Linked DNA regions of Xenopus tropicalis: region 2 is linked to region 1. Evidence: chromatin contacts called from public Hi-C data. All regions are on one chromosome and are shown on one strand. The core of a region is the stretch at or near the end of the contact, and the rest is flanking DNA. Distances in the headings are between cores, read along the strand shown.

Region 1 (7,806 bases), core at 2,114-4,613:
GTCAGACTCAGAATCCCTCCAGATTAGAAATGATTGGGTCTGATGTTAAGTACCAGCATCTGTCCAAATCTCAGCTATTTTTATGACCTAGTCTTGACATCACCTAAGTAGAGGGTACAAACAGATAACACAACCAAGGGTGTGAAGTCTGGCTAGCCACCCCTATAATCAGCAGAAATAGCTTGGTTTTGACTCTCAAACCCATGGATTACATGCCAACCCATGCACCACTAATCCAGACTGATGGGCAGCCGCCCTATAAATGGCCTTAACTGGAGATAAGGCACGGAAATTAATTTTAAAAAAGGAAATATCAGAAACCTCTGCTTTGTTCCAGATTATCTTTCCTCTACTAGAATACTGCTACTAGAATAATGTCTAGTAGCCACTACTGAGGACCCTTGAGCTGTGTATTCCGAAAAATCAGATTAAACTCAACCAGTTTTGTGTTTAACATAAATAAAATATTATTGAAGTTAAATGAATGTCAGGTTCACAAAAGCCTTAATTTATTTCATGAATAGAAAGTATCTCTACACTTACAGATACACTTGGAGTTAAAGGGAAAATATACTCGCCAGTTTGATATAAGCTCAATTAATTGGGCTTACATAGAAAAGGTATAAAAGCACCTAAACGTGTTATTTTTTACACACTTTACAGATTGAAAGGAAACCATAAAAGCCCCCTTCCTTGTAGAATCTCACTGTAATGAAACCCCCTCCCTTATCTTTTTCCATTGTGGGGTGATGGATTCTGGGACTTGAAGTACCTCTGCTTTCCAGCCAATTTGTGCACCACCCACTACAAAAAGCAGAGAGAATTTATTACTTTTCAATGGAACAAAGTAAAGGAGGGTGTTGCATTACACTCTCAGCATAAGGGATCTTGGGCAATAGGAGTCATCATGGTGTGTCCTTCAGTCTGTGGAATCAGGTATATTTGTGTAAAACAAAAAAAAACATTTATACCTGGAAGTTTAGACAGTGTTGATGCACCTTTTTTTCTTAGTGTTAAACTGGCGAATAAATGGAGTTTAAAAAGCAGATGATTGGTTTGTTGTAAAATTATTTTCTGGGGTAAGCAAACATTTTACTCTAATTTAACTCCAATACTTACCTTCACCACTCCCCCAATGTAATCCTTAGGAAGACTGTTTCAATTACTGGGTGGGCTCAGTAGCACCTCCTGCATGTAACAATTAGCTAACTTTATACTACTGATCCAGAACCTTAGGGAATATGTCAACAGGCTAGCTATCACCGGGGGGGGGGGGTCTGATTTTAGGACAGCAATGGACTGCACAGCTTACCTAATAAATAATTGTCCATACAAAAGTACATTAGAAAATAGTTTGGATTAAATGAAAATATCTAGAATAATGCTGCCTCTTCCATTATTCAAGGTTTATAAAACAGGATAATTTAACCATGACCCAGTTACATGCAGACATGACCCTTGACCCCCCCCCAAAAGAAAATTCATCTGCTTTCCTGTAAGACCTACATCTGTTGGGGTATATGATTCAGGACTGTCCCATAGATACTGGGACCATTGGGAGCTATGACTAGTTGGGCTACATTCCACATGGTTGCAGGAAAGCACATCTCCTAATTGCCCTTACTTAGGCATGGACTGGGAAAACAAGGGGGAATGGGTTGTCATGTTTTTGGGAATTCAGAAGTTGGGAGGTAAGTTTGATTACAACATCGGCACTATCAACAAGGTACTTGTGTGTTCTCCCCATGCCTGGCTGAGATGTCAACCCTGATCTGACATGATCCAAGGTCACCTTTGCCATGCCTGGTGTGCCCCTGGCCCTGCCCTTATGGGAGGGCTTTGTGCGATGGTTCTATACGTTTCAAAAGAGCAGATAAATGAAGTCCTTTTGTCTCTTTGACACTTAGCGCTTAATCTTTAACGTAACTGTACTTTGTATTTTAATAGTTTCTTGACCCCATTTGTTCTGTTAATTTATTGTTCTGCTGTACAGTGCTCTGTAAACAAGTAGCACTATAAAAATAAATCTACTGGAAAAATGAGGGTTACGTCATAATAGACGCTCAGCTTTCTACAGGGCCAATCACCTACATCTAGAGCTGGGCGGTATGACCAAAAATTTATATCACGGTATTTTTCAAAATTATATCGGTATCACGGTATTTGACGGTATATAAATAAAAAATAAATAATAAATATTGGTGGCCCCCCCACCCCCCCAACCCCAGCCCCCCCAGCCACAACCCCCCCCAACCCCCCAACCCCAACCACCACAACCCCAGCCCCCCCAGCCACAACCCCCACAGCCCCCCCAACCCCAGCCACAACCCCCCAGCCCCAGCCACAACCCCCCCAACCCCAGCCACAACCCCCCCAACCCCAGCACCAGCCACAACCCCCCCAGCCCCAGCCCCAACCCCCCCAGCCCCAGCCACAACCCCAGCACCAGCCACAACCCCCCCAGCCCCAGCCACAACCCCCCCAGCCCCAGCCACAACCCCAGCACCAGCCACAACCCCCCCAACCCCAGCACCAGCCACAACCCCCCAACCCCAGCACCAGCCACAACCCCCCCAGCCCCAGCCCCAGCCACAGCCACAACCCCAGCCCAACTTACCCAACTTGTGGTTCCTCCAGCGATGCGTCCTAGCGACGTCACATGCGCGCCGACGTCACGTGCGCACGGGCGCAACCCGGATGTAATTGGATAAAAACTGCAGGAGGCGCGCATACCGGTATGTTCAAAAATCATATCGTTTTTTTTTTCAAAAACCGGTATACCGGTTAAACCGGTATACCGCCCAGCACTACCTACATCAGTGATCCCCAGGCTCGGGGGGGCACCGTTGCTCACCAACCCCTTGGATGTTGCTCTCAGTGCCCCCAAACCAGGGAGTTATTTTTGAATTCCTGACTTGGGGGCAAGTTTTGGTTGAATAAAAACAAGATTTCCTATCAAATAAAGCCCCCTGTAAGCTGATAGTGTGCATAGAGGCCCTAATACCCAATCTTAGCCCTTATTTGGCTCCTCCATGAACTTTTATGGTGCTTGTGTTGCTCCCCAAGGCTTTTTACATTTGACTGTGGCTCAGGAGTAAGAAGGGTTGGGGATCCCTGGCCTACAGCAGCTAATCATCAGGCAGCTTTTACTTATCTCTTCAGTTAAAGCAAATATGCTATTAGTTGCTATAGGTTACCACAGCATGGCAAACTCTGTGCCTTTTACTGCATACGAGTGTATATGTTAACGCATTATCTGTAATTTAAATTCTTAAGGGACGATGCGTTATATTCCGGCGTTTACGGCTACAAAAGTACGAAGAGTAAAATGAAACAAGGAAGCCAACCTATTGCTCCGTTCTGAGCATCCCAAGTGAGCCAGAATGCACGCCAGTCTCTCTTCCCAAATCACCGCTTCCTGCTTCCGCGTTAGGCTCAATCACGTGACCCACGTCTGATTGGCGGCGTCACTCCTAGTGCAAATATGGCTGCGCCGAGAAGGAATCTTCTGCATAGTGTAAGCGGTGAGATTATTGTGCAGCGGTGAGGCACTGTCAGTGGGTGTGAAGCGAGCGGGGCAAGTAACAATAGGTTGGCTAATAATGTTCTGCCTGGAAAACGTTGCAATGTCGGGGCAGAAAAGAAAACAACAGTGGTGATAGAAGGAAGGGGATGTTGCCCAGTCATAGATACATGCAGTATTTATATAGGCAGGAGCAGTGCAGCATGGGAGCAACATCTGTTAGCGGTTTATAAATATGTGTTTTAATAGTAATACTAAGTTGTGAAGGTATTTCTAGAGTAAATGAAGGATTCTCCTATGTTGTGTGATGCACTCTTGGTAAATCAAAGGCAACATTCTGCAGTGTTTTAGAGATTAATATACATGTAACAATGCTATTTGTTTCCACAGTGCAGGAGACAATATACAAGAATCACACTTTTTTCTTTTAAGCTTTTAAGGTGATGATGCGTGTAATCCAGACAGGGCTTCCACCCAACTCATGGGAAGAGCTCCCACTGATGGGTAGAAATGAGGGTGTAGGGCAGCTCATCCTGTTCTGTAGCACAGGGAATAGCATACTGAGAACTAGAGAGGTACATTTCCTGAACAAAATGTGAGTGGTGCTTGCCGTGGCAAAATTCGTGCCCCAATATTACAATGTTTCCTTCAGTTTGGTTAATTGCCCCTTGCTGGGGCAATTAACCGCCCACCCTCTAGAAAAGTCATTGCACCCCATTCCCGAATAAGCCGCACGGTTTGACACCTCATTCATGGGTCTACGACAAACTAGTTATTTGCCAAAATCCCCATTATAAGTCAATGGGGCAAATTTGGGGACCTCTCTTGCCCCGGGGGTAAAACTTATACCCTTGTGCGGGGTATCTTCTGACACAGGTTGCAAACCTCTTCAAATGTGGTAAATTTCACGTTTCGAAAAAATTCCCTCTCTGCGCTACAATCCGTCAAAGTTGGCCTCAATGTTAAGTCTATGGGATTTTTGGGCCAGTTAATTGCCCCCTGCAGGGGCAATTAACCACCAACCCCTTAGAAAAGACATAGCACCCCATTCCCGAATAGGCCACACGATTTGACACCTCACTCATGGGTCTACGACAAACGGTGCGGGACAAGTTCCGTGCCGAACTTTTGTACGGAAGAATAATAATAAGCCTGTGAGATAATAGAAGTGATGCTTTGCAAGCACCACTAATTAAAACCAACAAATGCGTAGATATATTTCCAGGCATCTTTTTAATTATAATGTATTTTTATGCCAGCATATTCCAAAGTGGTGTACATGAAAAGGGATGCATACATCATGCATGCAAATCACGTACTAATACTCAGTCCCTTTTATTTTTATGCTGGTAAAGTAACTCACCAGATTAATGGCACAAATGGGAAAAACATTTGAGGGCATGGTAGGGTCTGATGCGTTTTGGTAATAAACTCTTAATCATAGGCTCATGCACCCTGCCATGTATTTTTTTACATGAAGGAGTGCAGCCTTTTCTCTTAGTTTGATGCAAATATTCTCCTTAATTTGATGCAATATACTATTTTATAGAGCTTGGAGGATGAAAGATGGGACTGTGTTGTAGCAACAATTACATAAACTCATTTTGTCACAGGATGGTGAAGTGTAGGAAAAGAGTACTGAAGTGAGACTGAATGCTTGGAGACTAAATTTCCGTTGTTTTGTCTTCTTGCAATGCCTGTAATCGCCCTGTTGCTTCGTATGCAAATCACATGAAAAAGCTGGGTCCTGAAAATCACCTGTACTGTATTTGTCACAGATTTCATGTAGGAAGCAGTTGGAGGCAATTTATAGCATATTGTTGGTGCATTTTAGCAGGAAGAATGAGTGCATCCTGAATCAGCTGTGCCATTGCCCTCAGTGTACAGTGTATTGCTCCTATTAGAGCAAGGATCACAATATATTGAAGTTTATTGTTTAATTATACAATTTACTCAACGCAATAGCATGAGAACAATGCTAAATGGCTCGTACACTCGTATCCACAGTCATGGGTTTGACAGTGTAGTCCCAAGCATATTCTACATTTCATATTTTTCCTTTGCATATGTTTTTTATTTCTTTAAATGGCATTGCATTTCTGTTTCCCTAGGAGCAGCAGAGCTGGACAGATGATCTCCCTCTCTGCAACCTTTCTGGGGTTGGATCTGCTTCAAATCAGACTTACAATTCTGAGGGCCTTGGGAAGGAGGAGCACCCATGTGAAGATAACTGGATAAAGTTCAGGTACAGTTTTAATCACTTTCCGTATAGGTTGGACATTAACCCATGAATATTAGAAAATCAGTGGTGCTTATACTCTTCTATATTTTTTTCATTTACCCCAACAAAGCTCTGGGCCCAGAAAGTAAAGTAGTATAGGTGCAGAATAACGGTTGGTTTCATGTGTTGACTGCTCGGCAGTGAGTTGGCATTAAATGAGTTTATTTTTACCCTATAACTTTTATAGATTTAAAGGAAAACTATACCCCCAAACAATGTAGGTACCTATAAAAATATAACTCATCAAATGACTTATATGTAAAACCCTGCTTAATCTAAATAAACCATTTTCATAAAAATATACTTTTTTAGTAGTATGTGCTATTGGGTGCTAAAAAAAATAATTTTAATAATTGAGGGCCGCCTCCTGGGACCATAGGATTCACAGTGCATACAAACAAGCCAAGGCACACATACATGTTAGGCCACATTAGCCAATTAATGGACAGAGTTTTGTCTTTTTTACTCCCACACTACTTCCTGTTACAGTTAGAGCTGCATTATTTCTCGTCATGTGATCTCTTAAGGAGCACACAGCCCATCACTAAATGGTGGCTGAAGGGAAAGAATGTAAAAGGTGTGTGTGTGTGTGTGTATATATATTTTATATATATATAATATATATATATAATATTTATTCCAGTTTGGCAAGATTATTTAGTAGGTTACTTAACATAAGTTAAGTATTTATTCTGGGGGTATAGTTTTCCTTTAAAACCAGTGGTCTTGTTCACTGTAGCTAATGAGGTTTAAGAAGTTGTAGTATCACACATGTAATGGGACCAGGCCAAACACCAAAAGCTGTTTGTGTGTAGTGGGAGCTGTGCAACATAGCTGAAAGACAACAGGGTACTGAGCAATGTAACTAGACTTTAAAATTATACAGTCAGCCTGTTCTAAAGGTGGCCAATGAGGGAGGGGGAGTAGTGATTTTTATGACACTTCACAAACAGTCATGTTGCAGAGTTCATCCAGCAGAATAAAATATGAAACTAAATACTGCCCCCCCCCTCAAGTCCTCTAGTTGGCAATCAACAAAGTTAATGTCAGTTCATATAGTTCAGAAAACCCATAATGTGAGGAGGTGGCTATGCTGTGGAACAATCAGTGAACAGTGAGCGTAGCATCCTATATAAAGGTTGGTAAGTATCACCAAGTTATTAATGCTGTTAAATGACTTTTCCTTTACTAAAAAAAGGTGGAAAAGAGACGCAGTATAAAATATGGAGCCTGATGTTTTATTTAAAAGTAATTTTATTTAGGATAAGTTGATAGTTCTGCAAGTAAACCTATGTGTTTTGCTTTAAGTGTTCCTCCGCATACTTTACAGCAGGGGCCCCCAAACTTTTGTACCCATGAGCCACATTCAAATGTAAAAAAGAAGTTGGGAAGCAACACAAAAAGTTCCTGGGGTTCCAAATAAGAGCTTTGATTGGCTATTTGGTAGCTCCGATGGACTGGCAGCCTACAGGAGGCTCTGTTTGTCATTACACCTGTTTTGCATGCAACCTCTAAACCAGGAATTCAAATAAACACCTCCTTTAAGACCACCAGGTGCAACATCCAAGGGGTTGGTGAGCAACATGTTGCCTGCGAGCCACTGGTTGGGGATCATTGCTTTACAGAAAGGTGACCAGGTCATCCCTTTAATCAAGACTACATCTCACTAAAAATGAACTGCTCAAACCATTTTTAGACACTTGAATTTAAGCACTCAGGTGGAGCTGAAAGCAGAATAAGGTTCCTCTTACTGATTAAGATTAGGATTTTCATACTATGCACCAATCAGATTACAGTAAGATGATAATTGATAGCCATCCTGTTTTTCAAGTTATTATTGTTCTTATAATGCTCACTGAGCCTGTATTTTATGTTCAACAGAATGTAATAACAGGGCAACAAGAGAGGAGTGCTCAGGACTATGGAAGCAAACATTTTTATTTATCATTGTGTGTGGGCTGGACATTTTACTTGGAAATCCGCCAGCAATAATATTAAAAGT
Region 2 (7,806 bases), core at 3,525-6,024, 200 kb after region 1:
ACCAGTTATATAAATTGTAAGGTCATTGGTTAATTTCTCCTTTGCAATGGCATAGGCAAACAGACTCAGCATATCACAACTCTTACATAATGTTATGTTAGATTTGCAGCACTCTGTCACAGGCACTGGAAGCAATGTCAGACTGACAGGAGACACAGCCAATAGAAGTTAAGTCTGCTGCCAGTACTGTGTGTGACGTCATAAGGAAGTAAAAAAGCAACTGTAGTGATTATAGGGGTCACTGAGGTGAATATCTCACATTTTTTGTTAACTATACATAGTTAAGGCAAAGATTGTCCTATCAATGTTAACGGTCAAATTTTGTGAATGTTGTACAAAAGGTGAACGAGCCCTTTAATATGTTGGAAATTGTATTTGCTTGTACTTAGGGAAGAGAGAGGAAGAGAAATAGAAGGAGGCAAACACATAGAAAGAATGCTCTTATGGAAAGAAACTCACTTTATCAACAACTTCTTTGCTTGTCACAGAGCTGGAATCAAGCATGTACTGTAGGTTTTGCTGCAGATGATCTTTCGCACTCTGTTTCTTAAACTCCTCTGGAAGACAAAAAAGCAGCTGAATTATGGCAGCATGAACTGGGCTTCTGGCGATAATACTGGAAAAATTATAAGGGCCTATACCACAAAAACACATAAAACTAAAATGTATTTACACACCATGTGCAGGATTTTTTTTTCTCAAGGGTAATAAATATTATGTAAAGTTAAACTGACAAGAATGGCAAACCAAACCAAAACTGGACCAAAAAACAAAGATTATGGTGTGGAGCCTAACAAGAATGGAACTTAACCCTTTAGGTGCCACCAATTGTAGATTGTATGTGCTGCAGCTCTTCTAGACAGGGGAGCAGAACGCAGACTGACTATACTCTCAAAATAATGCAATCAGATTTTTATGCTTGATTGGAGCGATATGCAATCAGGAACAGTGTTGCCCCCCAGGCTAAGGAACAAGATACAGGTGCACATCTGCTTTAAATATCTACTATATACACATCAGGTATGCCAAACACACAGCCCTTCCACTACTACTTGAATCAGCTAGCTTGTCTGTATTGTAATGAGCTTTCTGCTATAAATTCAAAGAATAGTATAGAGTTTGTAAGTTTATTCAGGGTTAACCAAGGGCCAACCAGATATTGGCTCATATTAAAGGATACATATCAGATAAATGAAAAAATAATATATGGTGCTGGTTTTACTTTACTTTTACATCTGCAAAAAAGGGCCCTTTATTGGAGCTTCAATTAGATTCTCTCAGGTCCCTGTCCGTGTTTCAAATGAAGGTCCTATGGGTCCCTGCTAGAAGCACAGCAGGAGGGGAATATCCAATCACAGCCTTGCACTCACACAAGCAAACACAGGCTTCAGTTCCCTATCAGGTGAGTCTAGTTGCCGATTGGTTCCTATTCTACAGTGCAGTGTATAGTATGCAGCCGGATCCCCTGCACATCCAGAGAATTCAGCCAGCAGGAAGTGGGTGGGACTAGTAGGGTTTTGGAGGAATTTCTTAATAAATCAGTACAAAACCCAAGCACAATCCTTTTTCCTTAATCCTTCTATTTTTGGAGGAGTATAATGCACTTGTAAAGTCTTAATTTTAACATGATATATGTCCTTTAAAGGGAAAGGATCATGATTTTTATAGTTTTCATTTATTTCTAACTTACACTGTTTACTAACTTCACTCTCCATTTAAAATTTTATTCTTGAACCAACAAATGTATATTTTTTTTTTAGTATTATTGGTGTGTAGGCGCCATCTCGGTACATTGTGCCCTAGTCTGAGCTTTCAGAAGGAGCCAGCGCTACACAATAGAACTGCTTTCAGGTAACCTATTGTTTCTCCTACTCCCATGTAACTGGAGGAGTCCCAAACTGGACTTGGATTTCTTTCTATTGAGTGCTATTCTGATACCTACTGGGAGCTGCTATGTTCCTCCCTTGTTCTGCTGATAGGCTTCTGGGAAAGGGGTGATATCACTCTAACTTGCAGCTCAGCATGTGACTGCAGTTTATTAGAGCACAGGTCACATGGTTGTGGCACCCTGGGAAATGAAGAGTATGGCTAGCCCCATGTGAAATTTCAAAATTAAAACCAGCAGGATTCTGCTGGAGAAGCTCTATTAACTGATGTGTCATGGGAAAACATGTTGTCCAATTACAGTAATCCTTTAAGCTGAAAAGACTATATTGAATATACATAGAATATTTCTTCCCTTTCAGTGCACTAAACACAATGAAGGGTCTTGGTTATGTGGTTAGGATGGTGAGGTCAAGATAATATACAATCTAAAAGAGGTTATCATGGGAAACAGGATCTTTCTCCAAAAATTTTAAATCTAGTTGAATGCCTAGTGTTTCCCAGAAACCGTAATACCATGAAATTTCAAACTGGACAACTGAAGGTGACATATTTCAGTTGCAATGTTGTTGACTTGAATCAAATGTGCATATATGGCTTCGCATTATCTTGTGTATTTGGATCAATCTGTTGCGGATGATATAGCCAACTCCAACAATTATGGATTTGGTGCATGCTGAATTTGTTATGAAGAGATCAATGAGCTTTCTGGATGTTAATTTACAGACAGTCCAAGGGCACCCACTGAGATTAGAAGGAAGTAGAGGGAAGGAGGACACATTGTTTGCAGCTACCCTCACATGTGGTGCCTACCTCTGATATAAATGTGGTTTGCCCTGCAAAGGGTACAGTCCTCTAAAATGCAAAAAGGTCCAGTTTAGGGCAGTTATTAGCCACAACGGTTTACAGGGAGAAAAAACATACAGTTGATGTTTTGTTTACCACAAGTAGCAAAAAAACCCAAAAACATTTCATTGCCCTCAAGGAGTGGAAAAAGGTGGAAATAGTAGTAGGACACACTAACAGTTGTATTGGCAACAATTAACTTCCGTAAGCGTTGGATACCTTTTATCAAGCAAAGCAGTACAAGGTTACTGTCATTAATACATCAGTACAATATAAATCCAAAAACTGCCCAATATACCAGTTTGCAGTGGAACGATTGCTTCCTTTCTGAGGGAAGTGGAAGGCTGCTTTGGATAGGGTTATTCCTTTTCCTTTGGAATATGCTAAATTAGTTTGTGAGTTAGATTATATTAAATTCCTAATGTCATACAAACATGCCGAGTATTCAGCCCTGACTTAAAATTAAAAGATGAACTTAATTGATGTGCTTTTCTTAAGCAAAGGTTGATGCCACAAAGGGCTGATTCTCGGCCTGTGGAAAAACAAAGACCGAAAATCAGGCCTTATACTGGCAACAGTCTTCTTTGCCTGCACCCGGAACCACTGAATCACAGTCTGCTCTTGTGGGATATCGACTCTGAAATGCAAACTCTTGTTTCTTCAAAGATTCCCGCTGCGTGTGCCTGCACCCAGCCAATTCAATAGTTCTGGCAAGAAAGGAGGCTGATGCCAGTGCTGGAGCTGATTCTCAGTCTAGGTTTTTCTGCATTATGAGAATCCGCCTGGTGTGGCATCAGCTTTAAAGGAGACATATTGGATAAATGGGGAAAAACAATTATTTTGTAGGCAATTATGAATAATATACGGTGCTGGTTTCCCTTTGGGCTAAACATTAACCCTATCTGTAACAATGGCCCCCTTATTGGAGCTCCCTATAGATCCTATCACGTCTCCGTCCAGTGTGAAATGAAGAGTGGGCGTGTCCCAACGGTCCCTGCCAGATGCACAGTAGTTAGGAGAAAGCCAATCACAGCCCGCAGGAAGTGGAACAGATGGGCGGGGCTAGTGGAGTTTTGATGGAATTTCTCAATAAATCAGTCAGAAACACAACATTTTTAAGCACAATCCTTCTATATTTAGAGGAGTATAATTTACTGGTACATTCTTAGTTTTTATAGGATATGTCTCCTTTAAACTACTGTTTTCTATGGGTAACCCTTTAGATCACTCAAGTGATTACAAAACTGGCACTTATATTGTAGTGTCACCCACTGTCACCTACAGCACTTATATTTGCCTATTTGTGTCTGTTAGTTACCCTCCCATATAGATTGTAAGCTCTACGGGGCAGGGACCTCCTTCCTCTTGTGTCCTCGACTCTTAACTTATTGCAGCTGTATTTATTGTTATACTTTCTATTTATCTATTATCTTATTAACCCCCTGTTTGTATTAATGTATTCTACTGTACAGCGCTGCGTATATAAGTAGCGCTTTATAAATAAAGATATACATACATACAAAGCAAGGCAGTGGGATGACATATAATGCTCACCTACAGCGGACCGTATCACCCTGCCTTTAGCAGTTGCTTTCTGGTCGTGCCGCAGTCCCTGCTGCTTCAGCCGCCGCAGTTGCTTTCTCATGCCGGTTTTGCTGCTGGAAAGGCAGGGCTTCGGCTTGCTGCTTGAGTTTCTTTTCTTGGAGCTTGACTCTGCACCTGTACAGGTTAAAGGGGAATGGTACAGGTCACACAACTTTGTACTTTTCTTTACAGTAAAAACCATCACTCATTGAACATTGCGCATTATTTGCAACTTGTGATAAGAATCTTGAGCCCATACATATTGCTGGACTACAACTTCCAGAAGGCTTTTAGCCTTATTTATATGTTGTTAAATGCTGGGGGTGGAAATTCATGTTTACACGGATACGTCCCCTACAGTGCCCCTTCCAAACTAGGCAATTGCCCTATCCTTACCGCTCCTTTCCTCCCTAAGCAAATCCAAGCCTTTCCTGAGCAGTGACACAGACATCCCCGCGGCTCCCGGTTCCAATGCACGCGTGCTTAAAATAAACAACTTCCGGCAGGCTCGGCACGCCACTTCCGGCTTAGCCGCGTACACTTCCTTAAATAACCCTTGTCTCTTAGTAACTGCGGCTGAGTTTATTTCCGCTTGCGTAGGACGGGGGGAGGGGCTTGCGTAGGACGGGGGGAGGGGCTTGCGCACGACTTCTGTATTTTCAGAAATTCCTGTCACACGGGTGCCAAACACTCCGTGCGATACGAGTTGCGCCCCTTTGTGTTTTCCTTTGAATGTACATTTTATATAGAACGTTTTGTTCACTAGCCCTGTGGGCAAATGTGTCACTTTTGCTTCATAATAATGCGGTACTTTGTTCACTTTGAGTTAATGTTCGTAGGGGATTCAATTCCCGCGCAAACTTAGAATGAGAGGCTGCCTGTAAAATGTTTCCCGCAGTAATATTCAGTTCAATCCCGCTTAGCCATCAAGCCGTTCTCTAGTTCCAGGGATGTAGAGCAGGGGGAATGGAGTTTTCAGTTTGAGCCTAACTATATGGCTTTCTGGTATATTTAAGTATACAAGAAGTTTGCCCTATGTCTGAGGGAAGGCTGAGCCCCCCCCCCCCCCCCCATACAGCTTTAACCCCTTCACTACAGCTTTACCCCCCCCCCCCCACAGGGAGCAACTTTATTAGCTTGTGTTGTGTGAAGTAACCCGCAATCACAACTGAAACACTTTTTATTTTACTTAAAGTGGACCTGTCACCCAGGCATAAAAAGCTGTATAATAAAAGTCCTTTTCAAATTGAATATGAAACCCAAACTCATTTCTTTATTAACACATCCATACCCATTATAAAAGCATTTAAAAATCCCAACTGTCAATCATATATTGCCTGCCCCACCTCTATGCCTTAGGCATAGGGGTGGGGCAGGCAGTTACTTTCACTTTCAATTCAGAACTTCTTAGATGTCACTGTACTCCTCACATTCCCCCTCCCTCCTCACCATCTAATTGTGTAACCAGTGCATGGGCATCAGGTCCCCCCATACAGGCACAGAAACAAGATTTTGGGGTGATACAAAGCTTGCCTAAACAGTGTCCACAAAATGGCACCTCCCTGCTTGCTGCAACTGTGAATTCCAAGACTGAAGAAAATAAGATTAAACTAATTTATATGGTGTAAATTAAATGTATTTTGCTTGACAAACACAAGTGAAAACAATCTGGAATTATTTCTTAGGGTGACAGGTCCCCTTTAAAGGAACAGTAACACTAAAAAATAAAAATGTTTTAAAATAATTAAAATATAATGTACTGTTGCCCTGCACTGGTAAAAGTTGTGTGTTTGCTTCAGAAAGACTACTATAGTTTATATAAATAGCTGCTGTGTAGCCATGGGGGCAGCCATTTAAATTGAAAAAAGGAGAAAAGGCCCAGGTTACATAAGAAGATAACAGATAAACTGTGTAGAATACAATGGGAATCTTTTCTCCTTTTTTCAATTTAAATGGCTGCCCCCATGGCTACACAGCAGGGTATTTATATTAACTGTAGTAGTGTTTATAAAGAAAACACACAACTTTACCAGTGCAGGGCAATAGTATATAATATATTAATTATTTTTATACACTTTCATTTTTTGGTGTTACTGTTCCTTTAAAGTCATAAATGGTCTGTATATAACCCTGCTGTTGCTAAGAACTTGACCGAGGTGCAATATTTGTTGGCACCCCTATAATCTCCAGCTTGTTATTTCCGCCGTGTTTGTGATTACTCTTTCTCTTGTAGAGCAGCTGGAGATAATTTATCATGACTAGTATGGCCAGTTGTGCTTCTGGCATTGTAAAAAATGCTGAAGTGTGTATATATTCTGTACTAGAGGAAACCGTCCTGACTGAGGTTTAAAATAGGTTTTTCAGGTAAGGAGCAGCCCAAACAAACCCCACACCCTCAGTTATTAGTGAATGCCTATGGCATCTTACAGAAGCCTCTCTGGGTTATTCCAGAACCCACTGAATGCCTGTCCAAGGCCTGTCCAACACTAATGGCGCAAGTGACCCTCACAGTTGGTAAATTAAGGTATAGGCTTTATGTAAAACTGAATTCAAACTCAGTTCAAGAAAATACCCACAATGAAGATACCAACGTGTTCTGGCAGATTTAGACAAAGTGCAGACCACTGAAATAGGCATTTGTGCCTTCTATAATCATTGGCTTTTCTGATTAGAAGAATTCAGCTCCCCAGATACTACTTGTGGCTGTGAAAACCTGTAATTATTTGTTAAACTTATGGATTGTGATGAAGGTTAGCAATGATAGACCGTTTTAAATGAATACACCTGAGAGAATTGGAAATTCAAACTTAATTTGGTTAAATCGATATGTGGGTGAGGAAAAGCTTGAAATCAGAGTAGGTTAAATTAAATGAAATGTTTTGTGTCTTGGCCAAAATGAGGGTTTTTTTCAGAAAGAAGCTACACTTTCATGTATGGAAACAAAAAAAGCTATTAATGCCTTTAAGAGTGGCATGAATGACTTCTTGAACAAACATATTCATATACAAGGCTATTGTGATCATAAGATCTACTGTTATTATAGGTATCAGTATACAGCATATGAGATTGTGCTGTCTTATGATTTTCTACTTTTTCATCTTACAATAGTAGATATTAAATGTTAAGAATTAAAAAATAGTTCAATTTCTAATATCTCCAAGTATATAAATAGCCGTCGATTACTGGATCTTTAAATAGTTATTTTTTCTTTATAGGCTTGCATTACACTGCAGCATCACCTAGTGGACAGATTAATAATTGCAGAAACAATCATTAAAGTGGACCTGTCACCCAGACATAAAAAGCTGTATAATAAAAGTCCTTTTTAAATTAAACATGAAACCCAAATTCATTTTTATATTAACACATCCAAACTCATTATAAAGGCATTTACAAATCCCAGCTGTCAATCATATATTGCTTGCCCCACCTCTATGCCTTAGGCATAGAGGCGGGGCAGACAATAACTTTAGCTTTCCGTTCAGCACTACA

What was found. A called contact is a pair of places that touch in the nucleus more often than the background predicts.
Region 2: a Hi-C map of neurula embryo shows a contact between it and region 1, with 2.7 times the contacts expected there. The contact joins the promoter of rps19bp1 here to the promoter of tab1 in region 1. A contact is called at or near these places in 2 of 5 Hi-C or Micro-C datasets (brain and neurula embryo).

The regions. Positions count from the first base shown.
Region 1 is chr4:120,873,447-120,881,252 of UCB_Xtro_10.0, forward strand. It overlaps tab1 (TGF-beta activated kinase 1/MAP3K7 binding protein 1), which reads left to right and starts at 3,364. Exons shown (of 11, transcript NM_001016463.2): 1 at 3,364-3,517; 2 at 5,635-5,768. The coding sequence starts at 3,485.
Region 2 is chr4:121,076,677-121,084,482 of UCB_Xtro_10.0, forward strand. It overlaps rps19bp1 (ribosomal protein S19 binding protein 1), which reads right to left and starts at 4,775. Exons shown (of 4, transcript NM_001044432.1): 1 at 4,711-4,775; 2 at 4,285-4,449; 3 at 460-557. The coding sequence starts at 4,765.